Regions from separate parts of the Mus musculus genome. Here region 2 is linked to region 1. Evidence: chromatin contacts called from public Hi-C data. All regions are on one chromosome and are shown on one strand. Each heading gives the region's core, a stretch centred on a gene start, on an enhancer-like site or on the middle of the called end of the contact. The rest is flanking DNA. Distances are from core to core; before and after follow the strand shown.

What was found. A called contact is a pair of places that touch in the nucleus more often than the background predicts.
Region 2: a contact with region 1 is called in a Hi-C map of cerebral cortex, with 1.9 times the contacts expected there. The contact joins two enhancer-like sites. A contact is called at or near these places in 2 of 484 Hi-C or Micro-C datasets (cerebral cortex and cortical neurons) and 2 of 115 datasets of contacts at active chromatin or transcription factors (double positive thymocytes and embryonic basal ganglia).

Annotation. Positions count from the first base shown.
Region 1 is chr3:50,913,019-50,917,020 of GRCm38.p6, reverse strand. No RefSeq gene overlaps it. Among named protein-coding and RNA genes, the nearest start is that of Gm37548, 26 kb to the right of the region's middle. Within about 2 kb of position 1,715, at least 24 of the 459 cell types and tissues checked have an H3K27ac peak or open chromatin away from gene starts, as enhancers often do. A contact at or near this core is called in cerebral cortex, where this site is marked.
Region 2 is chr3:51,070,558-51,074,559 of GRCm38.p6, reverse strand. All of the region lies in intron 1 of Gm29230 (a long non-coding RNA gene), which reads left to right. Among named protein-coding and RNA genes, the nearest start is that of Gm29230, 17 kb to the left of the region's middle. Within about 2 kb of position 2,034, at least 31 of the 459 cell types and tissues checked have an H3K27ac peak or open chromatin away from gene starts, as enhancers often do. A contact at or near this core is called in cerebral cortex, where this site is marked.

The DNA.
Region 1 (4,002 bases), core at 466-2,965:
ACGACATTCGGTTCCCAAGCTCCTTGCTAGGCTGGCTAAGACTTGGGTGGTCCTGCCTTGCTTCCCCTATTCCCTCCTCTCCTGTTTCCTTGGCAGTCCTAAGCTCATTCCTGACCAGATATTCATCTCAAAGCTTGCTTCCTTAGGAATCCCACCTGGGAGATTGCTAAAGTTTAGCCCCTTCATCATCAAAGTGCAGAGAGCTGTGGCTCAATAACAAAGTGGTGATCTACAGAAAAGCAAGAGCAATAATTTTTTTTTTCCAGCAAGAAAAAGCATGACTCAGACAAAGGCATAGAGAATGAAGGGACTTGGAACTCTGCCCTCTCAGAGTGTAGTTTAAGGGACAGAAAGCCCCAGACAATTGGATTCAGGTCTGAGTCACAGACCATCACTCTCGTGGAATCTGATTTGTGGACGAGCTGCCCCTAGGAGCCATTAACCCACATCGCACATACATTCTGATTCCTTGCTCAATGTTGCCCTTCAGGTGCCACGCTGACCTCTGGAAGATCAGCCTTGGGAATTACTGAGGTGGGCAGTGTTTCGCTATGGACCATTTGGCAGACCTAATTTCCATGGGAGGAGAATACCACAGTATTGTGGATTTGTCCACCACTGTTACTTCTCTTCTGGCCCTGAGATGAAGTTGGCTTCACTCTGACATGGTGAAGAAATCAGATCTTCTGGCCAGAAGAAGCTGTGTGTGTTCTTTGAAGACGGGATGCAGACTTGTCTCGCTGGGGGAACACACTGATGTCCTTGTGCTCTGAACAGACAATTCTTCTTTCCTTTTAAGAGTCTGCAGTCATATTTTGGGGATGTTTGGACAAATCCATCTTTTTATAGTATAGACTTAGAACTCACCTAGCTGGCTTTTTATTAAACTCATAAATGAAGGTATTTAAAGCATAGTTAATGTTCCAGGGGCATGATTGTCATGATCTAATGGGTTTCTTCTCTCTCTCTCTCTCTCTCTCTCTCTCTCTCTCTCTCTCTCTCTCTCTCTCTCTTTGCTTGCCTGTCTGTCTGTCTGTCTGTCTGCCTCTCAGAATTATCAGTGTAAACCAAGTAGTATATCAGATGGATAATGGGTGTGGGGTTCAAACTCTGTAGGTCAGCCAGTGTCAGCTGTATGCCTGTCTGTGCTCTAACCTGCTCAATGGGTGAAGTATGAGGTAATGTGTTCACAACAATGGTACACACATAGGAAGTGCCTAGGAGGGGACACATTATTGAAGGAGAAGAAGAAAAAGAAGGAGAAGGAGAAGGAGGAGGAGGAGGAGGAGGAGGAGAAGAAGAGGAAGAAGAAGAAGAAGAAGAAGAAGAAGAAGAAGAAGAAGAAGAAGAAGAAGACGCAGCAGCAGCAGCAGCAGCAGCAGCAGCAGCAGCAGCAGCAGCAGCAGCAGCAGCAGCAGCAGCAGAGCAGCAGCAGCAGCAGCAGCAGCAGCAGCAGCAGCCGCCGCCGCCACCATGGTGATCATTAGCATGGTGGCCATTTCTACTATGCCCCCAAATCTTCACATCAGGTGGCTTATGCTTTTTAAGTGTTAAAATAAATAAAACATCTATGCTCCCACTGTGGATAGATTTTCAATTTCTCCTATTATAGCAGGCAGTAAAATAGATTTCTTAATAAGTCTCCACGTTAGAAAGGCAGGTCTGACCAAAGAGTGGGCACATTAGCAGCTGTGAGATTCATCAGTCACAGCAGCTGGGCGAACTCTCTGGTGGATGTGCGAGAGTGATGAGCCTTTGTCACGTCACACCGCTTTCCCTCGCCATCTCTCTCCCCGGTTACATTTTTTAAAAATAATGCCGTTAATTTTCATGAGTGTTTCAAGCCTGAGTTAGATATCATATTATAAATACCTCAGAAACTGAGGAGGATCTGGGTAACAAGAGCAGATTACTAACCTCCCACGAATCAAAATCAGACCCACGGAATCCAAACTTAGATACCCATAAAAATCCACCCTGTTCTGTTTCCCCAGGATTACAGCCCGTTGCTGACGATTTAAGCCGCCTGCAGATCTGTGGCTACGGCATCTAATTGCAGATGGGTTTAAACCTTGAGCAGGTCAATGGAAGCGTGATGATCTCAGGATAATTTGTCTTTTCTGTATTTCTATGGCATGATATATAATCCCTGGCTGGAAAGGGTCCTTGTGGGTGTCAGCCTCTGCTCCCGCCTGTAATAGAATGAAGAAGTGGCAAATAGGCGATCCTTTGTATAAATCTCTTTTCCCTGCATAATGTGGGTCGAGGGACAGGCCCACCTTTGTTAAAGCAGGGACAAGGGCATTGGGCACAGAAGCCATCCTGGATTTGCTTCAGTAGTGCATGCACAGGCTTTTGAAATCTTGCCTTGCTGTGTGGCAGTCTTGATTGCCAGAGAGCCATGTTTCTCTTTTTACGTAAGTCTTGCTTTCTCTGCTCCCCCTTGAGCTAGCTGGAGCACCTCAGATTGGGTGGGGGTCAAGAACTTTGAAGAGGTGATTGTTACGTGGTGATGCAGGAGCCAGAGAGGATGGAGAACTGGTTTTATCTGTGCCTGAACCTGTAAGACTCGCTCTCTCTGCTTAAGACCTGATGATCAGTAACTCGACAGGGGTTTATGGGAAAACGTAGAGTGGGCTATAGAGCAAGCCTTTTTCTCTCAACACTTCAGGCATGCCTAAGTAACCGACAGGTAGATGGCTCAGTTGGTAAAGTGTAGGCACAGTTGGTAGAGTGTATGCAACCATAGGACACAAGTCCAACCCCCAGAAGCTGTGTAAAAAAAAGTCGGGTGTAGTATAATCCCAGCTTTGTTGGGGAGGTAGACAGGTTCATTCCTGGGACTCCTGGGTTCGCCAGCGTAGCTTGGTTAGTGGGCTTCAGGTCAGTGAGACCCTGTCTTAAAAAGTAGTGGAAGGCTTTTGAAACCCAAAGCTGTTCTGTGGCCTCCATATGCACTGGCACATGTACACACACACACATACACACACACACACACACACACACAGCACACAGAGTCACACACATATGTACAGTCACACAATACATACAGAGTCACACACATATGTACAGTCACACACATATATACAGAATCACACACATATTTATATACAATCACACACACACACACACACACACCATGCACACATACCACACACATACTACACACACACATGCATGCATGCACATACATACACACATACCACACACATACTACACACACACATGCATGCATGCACACACACACACACACACACACACACATAATATACAGTCACACATACCACACAAAGACTCACAGACAGACAGACACATACACACAGAGTCAGACACATATATACAGTCACACACACACACTTACACACACACACACACACACAGTCATACATACCACACAGAGACACACAGACACAGACAAACAGACACACAAAGAGACAGACAGACAGACAGACACACACACATACACACACACACACACACGCGCGCACACACACACACACTCACACACAGTCATACATACCACACAGAGACACACAAACAGACACACAAAGAGACAGACAGACAGACAGACAGACACACACACACACACACACTCACACACACACACACACACTCACACACACACTGCTCTCTCTGAAGCATCTTTGTCCTCATCCTTGTAGCCCCTCCTTCTCCAGCTGCTTGTAGATGGGCAGCACTGAAGGCCTGGGATGCTGCAAATAGAACAGGTGGGAAAGGGTTCGGTCTGGTTCCCCCAGGCTTGATGCAGCACAGGGGAAGCAGCTCTCCTGCAGTCAGGCATTTCTCCCAGCTTCTGCTTAGCATCCACAGCGGGGGTCCCCATAGGGTGGTCTGCAGCAACATCCTGGGAGCAGCAGGGCCCAGCAGGCTGAGCCTCCACTCTGTAGCCTGCACAATCACCTCCTTCCTCTCCAGAGGCCAGATGGAGATGCGCGCTCTCTCCGGACCTTGCTGGTTTGATTCCAGATTAGTCTGCTGCTC
Region 2 (4,002 bases), core at 785-3,284, 160 kb before region 1:
AACTCTTTCCTGGAGCCAGCTGAGTTGAGACGAACAACGGACACATGTAAACATTTATCCTTTCCATCCCAAGTGCCTGGTGTCTCTGAGCAACTGCTAGTGGCTGTGCTTCTTCAATAACAGAGTAAACCATTAGCCTTTGTGAGTTCCTTCTTCACCGCTCAGTGACCAGGGCCAGATCTCCTCATCTCAAGTTCTCTGCTATTCTGTATTTCTAAGAACCCAGAGAAGTGGAAGCAGTCAACATTGTACCTGCCTGTGGCTTTTTACCCCTGAACACAAAGGCCTTTGTTAGTCCTTTTTTGTTTCATGGCAGGCAGAAATGGGCCTCTCTCTCTCTCTCTCTCTCTCTCTCTCTCTCTCTCTCTCTCTCTCTCTCTGTGTGTGTGTGTGTGTGTGATGGTCACAGGATGGTATGTGAGGAATGTTTCCCTCTATTTCCTGTTGGAACACTGCCTGTTTTGTGTTTTATTTTCAAAAGGAAAAAAAATGGTTTATGAAAAAGAATTCTGCCTTGGAGAAATGGCTTGGTTGGTGAAGTGCTTGCCGGGTAAGCAGGAAGACCTGCGTTCCATTTGCAGAATCCTGAGAAGTAAGGCAGGTTGGGCATGCACGTGCATATGACCCTTGTGCTAGGGAGGCCGGGGCGACAGAGCCTGGGGATCCACTGCTCAGCCGGCCTAGCTGACGTGGGGTCCCCCAGGTCAGTGAGAGACCCTTTAACAGAGAGAGAGAGAGAGAGAGAGAGAGAGAGAGAGAGAGAGAGAGAGAGAGAGAGAGAGAGGGCATTTGAGGTTGACTTCTAGCCTCCATTTGTACCCATGTATACATGTGTTCATGCACAAAGAATTCCCACATTCGAAAGTGAGACAGTGGGAAGGAGAGTCCATCTTGTCACTTTTCCTCTTCTCTGCTTCTCTGAGTATGACATGGAGACCCATCACCCTAACGTCAGTTCCCCAAGGTTCAGCTTTCAAAATCATTATGTTTCTGTGTAAATGGTGATGCTAGGCAACTGAATTGAGGAAGTATGCTGTTTAAGGGCACGCGTAAACCTGTGTTGGACCGGGGATGCGAGAAATGAATATAGGGAAGCTGTTCCATATTGGGGGCGGTGAGGGACGTAGGCGTGGCCCAAGCACTCAGTGGTTTAATCTCACTGCTTTTCCTGTGTGGGGACTGGGGATTAGCTGTTTGTAATGAAGACCAGGACTCATTGGCTTAGCTGAGAATGAGAGGAGGGTGGGCAGGGAGGGAAGGAGGGAGAGAGAGAGAGAGAGAGACACCACCGGTTTTCATTCTTGAGGTCTGGTGGGCAGGAAATGAAGCAGAGCACGGGGAGTGGGTGATGGATGACCGGAGGGGACTCCTCTGTCCTTGTACAGTATCCGTTCACATTGGATTGGCTTTGGAAGTCCCCATCTACAAACCACAGGGGCTGGGCTAAGATTCTAAATCAAGTCTTTCTCTTTTCCTTGCCTTGCGTGTCGGGGAAGTGCTTAGGCACTGAGTAAAAGAGCAACCCTAGATTTTACATGGCTCGGTGGAGCATAAGTCCTTCTGTAGCTGTTAGGCAAATGGATTTGCACTTCATTCTGTATATACACATATGTATATACATGTATGTGTGTGTATATGTTATATATATATATATGTATGTGCATATATGAATGTATGAGTGTATGTATGTATATATATTATCTCTTTGTCTTTCTCTCTCTTTACACACACACACACACACACACACACACACACACACACACACACACACGAGTCTCCCTTTCCCTTTTCTTACTGAAGACCAAATATGGGGTGTTCCTTTGCAGAATGTTGTTGTGAAGGCTGCTGTCTAGTTGAGTCGCTTCTGAAGCAAGTACAGTCAGTGTCATTAATTTCCCCCTGTGCCGTGTGGGCTGTGGAACATGATGAATCGCGTTGCCACTTCAAAATGGGAGCCTTCCGAGGCAGGTGGCTGAGTGGGCTGGCGAAAGGCTTGGGAGGGTTAAGACGCTGTGCTGTCAGCAGCAGGGCCACCCTTGCGTAGATGGATGGCATTCTGGAACAGAGTGTGAAGGGCTGGGGCTGCAGTCCAGATGGAGAGGGGCAGAGATGCCCCAGCCACACAGCTAAACCCGAGACCTGTTGTGGGTTCCTGCATTATGGTCGAACAAGGTCTGATTAGTGTGTGGCTAGAAGACCACCCAGGATGGAGAAGGGACCAGAGATTGTAGTGTACATGGGAGAGATCAAAGATCAAGCTCATTTAGCAGCCAAAGAGCAATCTCTGGTCTTGTCTCTGTCTTATTTATTAACTTCAGTTCTTCCAAGACTGTAGGGAAGGATTTGGGATGGTTCCATACGACTTCCAAGGAGGAAATGGAGCCTCTTTTGGCTCTGTGGAAGAGAAAAATTGAGGTAGAAAAGGCAGCTTCCTGGGAAAGTGAATTTCTGTCACTTCCAGGGGAATGTGGAGGCCAGGATGCATTTGGCTCAGGTGACCTCTAGAGACCTTTAGATGATGTCAGCCAAAGATTCTATGGCTTTTCATTGCCTCACTTCTCAAATGGCAAGTCACAGGCAGTTTCTGGCCCCGATAAAACTACTTGTCCTGCCTGGGACAGACTCTTAATTTCCTGTGGAAGTGGAGCCGTGAAAGGATTGTCTTGACTTGTTTACTGTTTCCCCTTTCAGAAATTAGAGAATGAAAAAGGATGCATAGTTTCTATGCAGCCGCAGTTTAGAGGACAGAACATAGAGTTTAGAATTGGATTTTTATCTCGAACATGTACTTTTTATGTGGTTTTAAGCAAACACCAGACCTTTAGCGAGTAAACTGTGACTGTTGATGTTCCCTTTATGTCATTGTAAGCATTAGCTGAGGAGATAGGGACAGTGGGGGCGACAAGGCCTGGCACCAAGCTCACTCAACAGGTGGAAGATACGCCGTAACAATGGAAAGTAACAGTGCTGGGGCCAGGAATGACTTCAAAGACAAGGCTAGCTCATATGCACAGCAAACCTTTGTCTGGGGGTAGGAAGGTGACTCAAAGACAAGGCTAGCTCACATGCACAGCAAACCTTTGTCTGGGGGTAGGAAGGTGACTCAAAGTCAAGGCTAGCTCACATGCACAGCAAACCTTTGCTGGGGTTAGGCATGACTCAAAGACACGGCTAGCTCACAAGCCCAGGAAATCTTTGTATTCGTTGCTGTTGTGAATAGTGATCAGAAGCTTGGTGGTCTAAAGCAGTAGAGATTTGCTCTCCCTGTCCCAGAGGACAGACCCCAGAAGCAAGGGTCCCCTGGGCTGTGTTCTCTTCTGTGATCTCTCTCTGCCTCTCTCAGCTCCAGGGGGCTTACAGGTGGCTCTTAGCTGTGGCCCTGTGACTCCCATCTCTGCCTCTGTTTTGACATGGCCTTTCCCATGATGTCTGGGTCCTTTCTTTTTCAAGGACAAGATTGGTTCATAAACATGGAAGTCCTTTGTATTGGTTTTCAAGTCCAGTTAGACATAAAATGTCTGCTTGTGGGCTTCAGTGGGGAAGGAGATGAAGGAGGAGCTGTGGTGTGCGGTTCTATGTTGTATCCGCAGCTTTCTGGGATAGAATTGGAACGGGCAGTCTTTTAAACGGTGGCCACTAAACCCAGTGGTCCGTCCCACAAAGCTAATCTGTGATTCTCCACACACAGAATGACACGCAGTCTGAACTCAGTTGTGAAGGTAGCGGACGATCTCTTGGTTGCGAGTCTAGCCTATATCCTATATAATACATGCCTGAGTGAGGCACTAGTCTAGAGCATGGAAAGGGAAGAGGGCTTCTAGAAGGTCCATTTGCATAAAGGATCCAGAAAATCAGACGGGAGCACAGCTCAGGGACCCTTTGCTTCTGGGGTCTGTCCTCTGGGACCAGGAGAGCAAGTCTCTACTGCTTTAGGCACCAAGCTTGTGGTCATTTGTCACAGCAGCAGCCAATACAAAGGTTTCCTGTGCTTGTGAGCTAGAA